Linked DNA regions of Rattus norvegicus: region 1 is linked to region 2. Evidence: chromatin contacts called from public Hi-C data. All regions are on one chromosome and are shown on one strand. The core of a region is the stretch at or near the end of the contact, and the rest is flanking DNA. Distances in the headings are between cores, read along the strand shown. Region 1 has its middle 23 kb from the start of Cep19. Region 2 holds the start of Fbxo45 (F-box protein 45).

The links. Hi-C and Micro-C count contacts between places; a contact is called where the count stands out from the background.
Region 1: a contact with region 2 is called in a Hi-C map of mammary epithelial cells, with 2.9 times the contacts expected there. The contact joins the enhancer-like site here to the promoter of Fbxo45 in region 2. A contact is called at or near these places in 4 of 12 Hi-C or Micro-C datasets (the A7r5 cell line, Schwann cells, frontal cortex and 1 more).

What each region holds. Positions count from the first base shown.
Region 1 is chr11:82,167,300-82,171,639 of GRCr8, reverse strand. No RefSeq gene overlaps it. Among named protein-coding and RNA genes, the nearest start is that of Cep19, 23 kb to the left of the region's middle. Within about 2 kb of position 1,544, at least 10 of the 93 cell types and tissues checked have an H3K27ac peak or open chromatin away from gene starts, as enhancers often do.
Region 2 is chr11:82,053,106-82,058,096 of GRCr8, reverse strand. Fbxo45 (F-box protein 45) reads right to left here and starts at 1,640. Exons shown (of 3, transcript NM_001398607.1): 1 at 1,280-1,640. The coding sequence starts at 1,606. It overlaps Wdr53 (WD repeat domain 53), which reads left to right and starts at 2,053. Exons shown (of 3, transcript NM_001399296.1): 1 at 2,053-2,312.

The DNA of each region.
Region 1 (4,340 bases), core at 295-2,794, 110 kb before region 2:
GCTCTCGCTCTCGCTCTCGCTCTCGCTCTCGCTCTCGCTCTCGCTCTCGCTCTCGCTCTCGCTCTCGCTCTCGCTCTCTCCCTCTACCTCTATCTCTCTCTCTCTCTCTCTCTCCTCCCCCCCCCCCGCCCCTTTCTCTCTCACCCACACACCCCTCGGGCAAGCACCTCCGGCCTTGTCCATGCAGTTCCGAACATTGCCACCAGGGAGCAGGAGTGTTCCGGTGACTCTATGTCTTAACCTGCCTGGTTGAGGCTTTCCTTGAGAGCCTTCCGAAGAATTTCTAGCACTTTTAGAAACGACTTGGGAGTGGGTGACGGGTGACGTAAACAGCAGGAGACTTAGCATTTGGTGAACGTCAGAGGCGAGGCTAATCCGTGGTTAAGGGTCTTTAGAGATCATTGGAATTTATAACTTATTTCTCCATTTTCTTCAAACCCCCCTTACTAAAGGCAACATCAATGTTACTGCAACTCCTTTTCCCGGTTTATTTCACTTACTGTTTATTCATGTGATTGTGCTCACGTGTGTGAGGTACTTCCAGAGGCCCAGAAGAGGCCATACAATCACCTGGAACGGGAGATACGGTAGCTGTGAACTGACAGATAGGGCATTGGGAACTCAACCCAGTCCTCTGCTACAGCAGCGGGTGCTCCTAACCATTGAGCCGTTTCTCTAGCTCTCCACCCTTAGGGACAGTTCTGTGTATCCCAAGCTGCCCTCAACCTCACTAGGTAGCTGAAAATACCCTCCACCCTCTGATCCTCCTGTTTCCCTCTCTCTTTTTTTTTTTTTTTTTTTTTTTGGTTCTTTTTTTCCGGAGCTGGGGACCGAACCCAGGGCCTTGTGCTTCCTAGGTAAGCGCTCTACCACTGAGCTAAATCCCCAGCCCCCCTGTTTCCCTCTTTTCTGCAGGAATTGCAGACACGCAGCGCCTACGTTAATAGTTTTATTTGGTGCTGGGATGGAACCCAGGGCTTCATGCATGCTAGGCAAGTACCCTACGGAGCGAGCCACATCCCAGCCAAGGTTTATCATTTCCAATACCACCTGCCCTGTACTGAATATCAAAGAGAGGCTTAGCCACACCCACCGACCTTGACATACGTCTTCCATTGAGAAATAACTTCCACAGTGGTGTTTGCGTTGTTACAGCTTTCTTCTAAAATGCCACCAGAGTCCACTGGCTGTACGTGGGTGCATTCCTTAGATTAGATCTCTATGCTGAGCTGGCTAGATGCCCTAAACCAGTGTGTGTGCTGTAGGAGTGGTTAGCCAGGCAGGTTACACGCTTCAGAGAGCTCTGGGGCCAGCATGGTGGATGTGAGAGATTTTTTTTTCACTGGGGAAGTTGGTAGTGTCTAAGATGTGTGGCTTCTCTGGAAATACTGGGGACCACGCCCTGCCAAGCAGGGTCACAGGCCTGTCACCCACATGCTGTAGACTGAATGGTATTGAAGCCTGTTCTAGATGACCTGCAATTCACTGCTGGCTCAGAAAGACTTTTGTCTTGGCCCTAATTAAGACTTGATAGGGTGACAACCTCCTGGGGGGGGGAGGATGGGGGTTGGGAGAGTGGGCAAGAGGGTGGTACCTGGAGAGACAGAGGCCTGAGGCTTTGTGAGTCCACAAAATATGTCTTATGACGATTTTGTTAACGTATCTGATAGCAAACATTGTACACATGTGACCAAATTTGGGCAGCAGACCCTAACATAAGCAGCCAATTTGCCGCAGGCTGTTTCACAACACCTCGTTCACACAAAAATCTTCCTAATAAATGTATCTTCCAGGAGGGAGAGAGATCTTCATGGTTTAGTAAGAGGAAATAGTTCTCTTTTCTCCACTGTTTGAAGAACCATTTTCTACAACATGCTTTATAAACAAGGTGTATTCAATAACTGAATAGCCCTTTGGCAAGTTTCCCTAAGCTAGATCTTCTTAGATAATTTTTTTCCTTTCTTTCTATTTTTTTTAATTATTATTTTGTTTTTGACATAGGGTACACAGGGTGTCATTGTATAGCCTTGGCTGGCCTAAACTTGCTACATAGAATAGGCTGGTCCTGAACTCCGAGATTCACCAGCCTCTGCCTCTAAGTGCTAGATTAAGGGTGTACTCCACCATCCTGGGCCTGTTGTTGTTTTTAGTTTTTGAGACAGGATTTCACTGTGTAGTCCTGGCTAACCTGGGACTCACTAGGTAGACCATGCTGGCCACAAACTCATAGCACCTTTCTGCTTTTCAGAACTCAAGTACTGGGATGACAGGCATACGATTCACTTTTTTTTTTTTTTTTTTTTTGGTTCTTTTTTTTCGGAGCTGGGGACCGAACCCAGGGCCTTGCGCTTCCTAGGTAAGTGCTCTACCACTGAGCTAAATCCCCAGCCCCACGATTCACTTTTTGAAAAACATTTCTATCAAATATTTAAAGAATCAATGTCCCTTAAAATATAAGATAAAACTGCAAAGAAAGAGCATTTATATATTTATATACTCATCCGGGGAGGATTAGTTTTAGCCCTTTTTTTTTTCTCTAGGGTGACGTTCTTGTGGTTCCCTCCAAGTCTGTAAGCACCAGTCTCATGAACTCCTTCCTTCGCCCTATGTCCACATTTGCTTTCCTAGTCTGCTGTCTACTGTTCCAGTTCTCCACCATTGCTATCCCATAGTGCTTTTCATTGTGCGGAAGGACAAGGTGCACCTGCTTTAAATGTCTGGCCCGATTAATGTGTCACCTCACACTGTTCGGTCACCTCACACTGCGCCCCCAAAGGCAGCAGCCACTCTGAATCTGCCCACATTGTTCCCGTCTTACACATCATTGGCTTTTGCAGTGCGATCTCTGGCAGCTGACGTCTTTGCCCAACACAGGACAGTGAGACCCAGGTACCAGCATGTGCTGACACTTTACTGTTTGAGTTGCTATGTAACATCCCATTGATGGCTGTGTTACAACTTGGCCATCTTTTTTATCTGTGTCTGCCATGTGAGGTCAGGTACCCTTGGAGGCCAGAAGAGGGTACAGGGTACCTTAGAGCTGACCGTGAGCTTCCCCATGTGGTTGCTGGGTGTCAAATCTGGATCCTCTGGAAGAGCCGCCAAGTGCATTTAAAAGCGAAGTCTCTCCAGCTCCAGTGTCCAACCGAGAGTGGTGAACAGAGTTTTAAGCTGTTGCCAGTTTAGGGTTATTGTGAAGAATGTCAAATGTTCAGAGAAATGTCTTTGTCACGCTTTTGTTTTCTTGTATAGTAGAATGGGATTGTGGACTATAGGATATATACATATGTCTATGCATATTTACTGTGATGATTTGTATATGCTCAGCCCAGGGGTGGCACTATTAGAGCATGTGGCTCTGTTGGCATAGGTGTGGCCTTGCTGGAGTAGGTATGGTACTGTGGGTGTGGGCTTTAAGACCCTCATCCTAGCTGCCTGGAAGTCAGTGTTCTGCTAGCAGCCTTCGGATGAAGATGTAGAACTCTCAGCTCCTCCTGCACCATGCCTGCCTGGATGCTGCCATGTTCCTGCCTTGATGATAATGGACTGAACCTCTGAACCTGCAAGCAGCCCCAATTAAAGGTTGTCCTTATAAGAGTTGCCTTGGGGCTGGAGAGATGGCTCAGTGGTTAAGAGCACAGACTGCTCTTCCAGAGGTCCTGAGTTCAAATCCCAGCAACCACATGGTGGCTCACAACCATCTGTAATAAGGTCTGATGTCCTCTTCTGCTGTGTCTGAAGACAGCTACAGTGTACTTACATATAATAAATAAATCTTTAAAAAAAAATAAGAGTTGCCTTGGTCATGGTGTCTGTTCACAGCAGCAAAACCCTAAGACATTTGCTTTAATAGATATCATAACACTTCTACAAACTGCTTCAATTTGCCTTCCTATCAGACACTAGTGGTTCCATAACCTCAAGAAATTGGTATCACCAGAGTTTTTAAACCCTTTCTTGTAGGCCTGTGTTAGTAAATTATTTTGAGGTTGAATCTTCATCTTTTCCTGATTTTGAGCATCTTGTGTGTTTTTCGGTTGATTTGATATCCTGTTCTTGCAACACAGCCCTGGCTGACCCCAAACCCGCAGCCATCCTCTCGTATCTGTCTGCCTCTTGAGTGCTGGGGTTAGAGCCATGAGCCACCACACTCAGTTGAACACTGCAGCTGGAGAGACACTCAGCATTTAAATGCACTTGGCTGCTCTTCCCATGGACCCGGATTAGACACCCAGCACCCACATGGGGAAGCTCACAACCCCCTTAACTCCAGCTCCAAGGGACCCTGTACCCTCATCTGGCCACCAAGGGTACCTGACCTCACGTGGCAGACTCACAGA
Region 2 (4,991 bases), core at 391-2,890:
AAAACTCGTCTTAATATATAAGAATATATCAGTACTGTGGCCCATCCTATAATCCCAGCACTCTCAAGGAACAGACAGAAAGATGGCAAGTTGGAGACCACCCGGACACACAGTGAGACCCTGTCTCCAAAAACAGACATAAAATATGTGTATACACATATTTATAATAATACATGTATATTAAAAGAAAGAGTGCACCTATTTCACATTAAAAATTACTTAGACACTCACTGGCAATATAGAATTAAAAAAGAAAAGATATATTTACTACATTCCTGGTCAGACGTCTATCATCTCTCGTATATGCTCCTTGTTTTGGACAGTCTCTCATTTTATGTAGCCCTGGCTGTCCTGGAACTCACTTGGCAGACCAAGCTGGCCCTAACTCACAGAGGTGCACCTGCCTCTGCCTCTGCCTCTGGAGTGCTGGGATTAAAGGTGTGCGCCACCACATCCAGCTTCATATGCTTTTGATGACTGCTATCCTGAAGAGCTACTATCTACCTACATGAACCTTAGTCCAAGGCCTTTTGTTTGTATGCTGGAGAATACTTGGTCCTGCCACGACCTGTTTGTTAGCATTTTAATTTTGTTATGAAAGCACAAGAATCAAGAACGACAACAACAAAAGCCCAGCAAAACAGGAATAAACATATTACATGACAAAAGAGACATCACCCCAGTAGAACTAAGAAAAGTTATCAATAACAGCAGGACAAGGCAGTTTGATGAGTTATACCGCACCAATGAGAGGAAGTAATATTAAAGTCTCTTTCTTACAAGTTAGTTAGCAGGATGCCTACCCTGATCATCACTTGGAAGCGTTAAATATTGTGGCCCTAAGAGAACATGGGTGAAAATAATGAAAACGTGCTTATTAATCAGAGCCAAGAAAGGGGATGGTGAACGCAAAAGCCCCAGCAACTAAACCCATTTTAAAGCGACCTCGAATGCATTAGTGCCATTCTACTTGGAGGCCAGGGAAAATATATGATCAAGGGTATCGGCTGGTCTTTAAGAGCAAAAACTGTTGAAAGTAGAGCTGAGGAAAATGAATGATGGGAAACCACCTAGTATTTTTAAAAGTGAGGTGGATTACGAAGCACAACTTCAATCCAAAGAAAAGATCGTTATGGAAAGGAGGGGTGGTACTGACTGGCTTAAGCCGTAGAAAGACGGGATGGTGAGATGAAACCTCTAACTCAAGCTTTCAAGGTAAACCCCAAGAACACCGGGCAGGAGAGGAACTGGGCTTCGACATGGCCCGGGATTCCCTCACCTTGGCCTTGTAGCTGGGCAGGTTGCAGAGGATGTCCGTGCGCAGAGCCTCTTCTGCTAGGCTGCGGGCGCACAGGCTCCGCCACACCTCGCTGTTCTCATCGCCGTGGAGGCAGCGGTACCAGTGCTTGCACACCAGGGCGCAGCTCCGCAGCTCGGACAGCTCCAGGTAGGAGAACACCAACTCCAGCACCCGGCTGGGCAACCGGCCGCCGATCCCGGAGGACGCGGATCCCGCGCCGGCGCTGGCGCCGGCGCCGCCGCTGGCGCCGGCGCCGCCGCTAGCGCCGCCCGAGGCTGCCCCAGCCCCCGGGCCCGGCGCCGCCATCGCCTCACCAGCCGGCCCGAGGGCCGCCGCTGCCGTCGCTGCGCCCCGTCTCGGCGCGGGAGGCCAAGCCTCGCCTAGAGACCGGAGCAGCTCGCTCACCGCCCCTTTCAGCGACAGCCGCTCGCGCCTCCACCGCTCCCGCCCCTGCCCGGGGGCGTCCGCTGCGCGCCCCGCCTCACTGAGGGCAGATGGCGCGGGCCACTCGGGTCCCCGCCCCTCGTAGCCGCTCAGCGCGGGCGCCGGAACCACCCGCCTCGCCCTGCCTGCCCGCGACGCGCCCCGGGATCCGCCATGCGGGTTGAGGGCAAGAAGCAAGGGCGCACGCCCAGCTCGGCCGCCGCGCCTCTCAGCCCGGAAGTGACTGTTCGGTGGAGGCGCCTCGCTCCCTAAGCTTGATGGGATTGGATGCTGCGCCTGAGGTCATCACTACGCGCCACCGGGAACTGGAAGCCCAGGTATGAGGCTGTTGGCTAGTGGGATTCTGATCTGTTCTCAAGTGCGTTTTTCTGTTTTTCCTCTAATGGCCTTGAGTCGGCTTTCCTTGGCCTCTCTTCCTACGGAGTTTCCCGTTTCATTTGCTTTCTGCTCATTCTCCAACTTTGTTTACGACAAAGTTTGCTAGCCAGTTCTTAGATCCTTCATCTTCAGTTCGCTTGGATCCATTAACTTTACCTTTGGGCAGTTGGAGACCTCTTGTCGTGGTCAGGTTAGATCCATTTTACTTTATTTTTTACCTTGAGAAATTGACATCGTCTTTTCCTGGCTAGGACAGTAGGGGACTCAACAGAACATCTATACAGTATCCATTCTAAAAGTAAGGTGGCTAAATCTGAGCAACCGTCGTAAATACGCAGGTTTTTATTATATTTGATATTAAACAAGTTTGGGTAATTTCAAAGGGTCATTTGAATACCAAGTGTCACAGTCTTTTGGACAAAATATAGTGAATTCGGTTCATCTCATAGTAAAAAGATTAAGGAAATATGTGTAGTTTTTTGTTTTTTGTTTTGTAATTTGTAATCCCAACAGTGGGAGGAAAAGAACCTAGCATTATTTGAACTTCAGTTCAAGGGGAGCCAAGCCTTCCAGCTTCACGAATGACCGAGGTGTACGCATACACACGCCATACACATAAAACAAAAGAACTACAGTGTGAGCCAGGCATTGATGAGATCTTTTAATCTGACTTTTATAATTCTCAAGACTATGAAGTGATTATTGTAATAGGGCCCACAGGCTCAGTAGTCAAGTCCAGTATTGTGCAATTTTTTGTAGCAAGAAACCTTGCCTGAGATCCACCTATGTGCAATCCACTTCCTGATTTTTAGTAAAAACAAATGAACAACAACTGCTTCCCTACTGGGGTATAATTACATGCTTATGCCTTGCTAATCCCTTCCTCAAGGTGTCTTCCACCAAGTAACCCAAATTTTTGTCTATTGTGTCTAGGCTAATGTCACAGTCTTTGAGTTGTTTTGGTTGTCACTTAGTTTCTCCACATCAGGACTAACTTTAGTCCAAATCTATGAAGAAATGTTGACCCACACATTATAGTAATGGCCTCTCTCTTCATGGCTCCTGAATGTTGAACCAAATTTTGTCTGAATGACAATTGCTTTTCCTTTAAATTTTGTGGATCTGAAAAGAAAGTAAAGAACTACATACATAGAATGGTTAGATTGAAAGGCATGGGCAAAGCACCATAGTACTGAGAGTATAGACTCTAGTTACTTGGGGACCCTAGGTGAGACAGATTCAGACGGTCTTTCTTTCTCTCTCTCTTTCTCTCTCTCTCTCTCTCTCTCTCTCTCTCTCTCTCCCTCCCTCCCTCTCTCTCTCTTTCTTTATTTCTCTCTGTCATCTATCTATCTATTTCAGGCTTGTACAAATGGATAGTGGAAATTCATAAATAAAGGTATGACTGAAAAAACACTGATGGCAGAGATCATCCACTTATCAAATACTTTATCTTGTCTTAAGACGAATCTTTGAAGTATCCAATGGTATCATTCTGCTCTCTTTTGTTTTTTTTTTTGGGGGGGGGGTGGTGCTTGTTTTTTAAGACTGGATTTTTCTGTATAGCCCTAAATAATCTGGACCTTGATATGTAGACCAGACTAGCCTTGGATTCACAGCCGCCTTTGTGCTAGTATTAAAAGGCATGCCCCACTGCCCAGCTTCATTCTGTTGTGTCTTTACCCCAGTTGTTCATATGACTCTAGTGGCATGTCGTCACACAACTAGAGCCAGGATGGTTTCAAAGTGTAAGAAGATGGCCTTCATCACTCCCTTCTTGTTACAGGTCCTTCACCTGCTCTTCATGAACCTCCCCTCCCCACCTCCCCCAGGACTTTATCCATTCTACCTGCTCGGAACTGCCCCCTGTGGCATTTTACCCTTTTAAAAGATTCCTTTAACATGCCCTACTTTGCTCTTACGCATTCCCTCATCAAATTAGGAGTTGGAGGAAATGAATCTATTATCTAATTAAACTAATCATGGTAGGATATGAGTAATTCTGTGCTTTAGGTGACCTCACAGTGCTTAGGAACTCGATAGGTGAGGGAAGTAATTTTGGCATGGACACATTTCTACAAGGCTGTCTGCTTCAAGTGTACAAAGTCAACAACAGCAGCTTGCAAACACTTCATTTCTAAATTGTTTTGACTTAACATATATTTAAATAACTTTCCCCTACTCTGTCATAGCACTCTGTTTCACACACACACACACACACACACACACACACACACACACACACACACACACACCATTTTTTCCTTTGAGGGTCTCAGTATGTAGCCCACAGTGGCCCAGAACTCAATATCTTCCTGCCTCAGCCTCCTAAGTGCTAGGATTACAGGTGTGCATGTGTTTAACACATTTGATACCCGGTACCCTCAGAGGTCCAAAGAAAGCACTGGATCTCCTGGGACTGGAGTTATTTGTTGGTTGTGAACTGCCATGTGGGTACTGGGAACCAAGGTGATCCTTTCAAATAGCAGCTAGTAAAGTTCTCTTAAGCACTGAACCATCTCTGTGGCTCCAAATGAGTTTTTTTTTTTTCTTTTTTCTTTTTTTTTCGGAGCTGGGGACTGAACCCAGGGCCTTGTGCTTGCTAGGCAAGCGCTCTACCACTGAGCTAAATCCCCAACCCCCCAAATGAGTTTTTTGAGGCTTTCTGAACTCTTTTTTTTTTTTTAAATAGACTCACTGATAGTTGTTTGTTATTTTTCTGACTATGTAAGTGATCAATAAATATTCACGTGATTCATTTAGTGTATGGAAATGTAATACCTCCCTTCTCATGTGTAGACCTGTACTGTTCTTGGATCTTAAAAGATTGATGTAGTAAGACTTAGTACTAGGGCTGGAGAGATGGCTC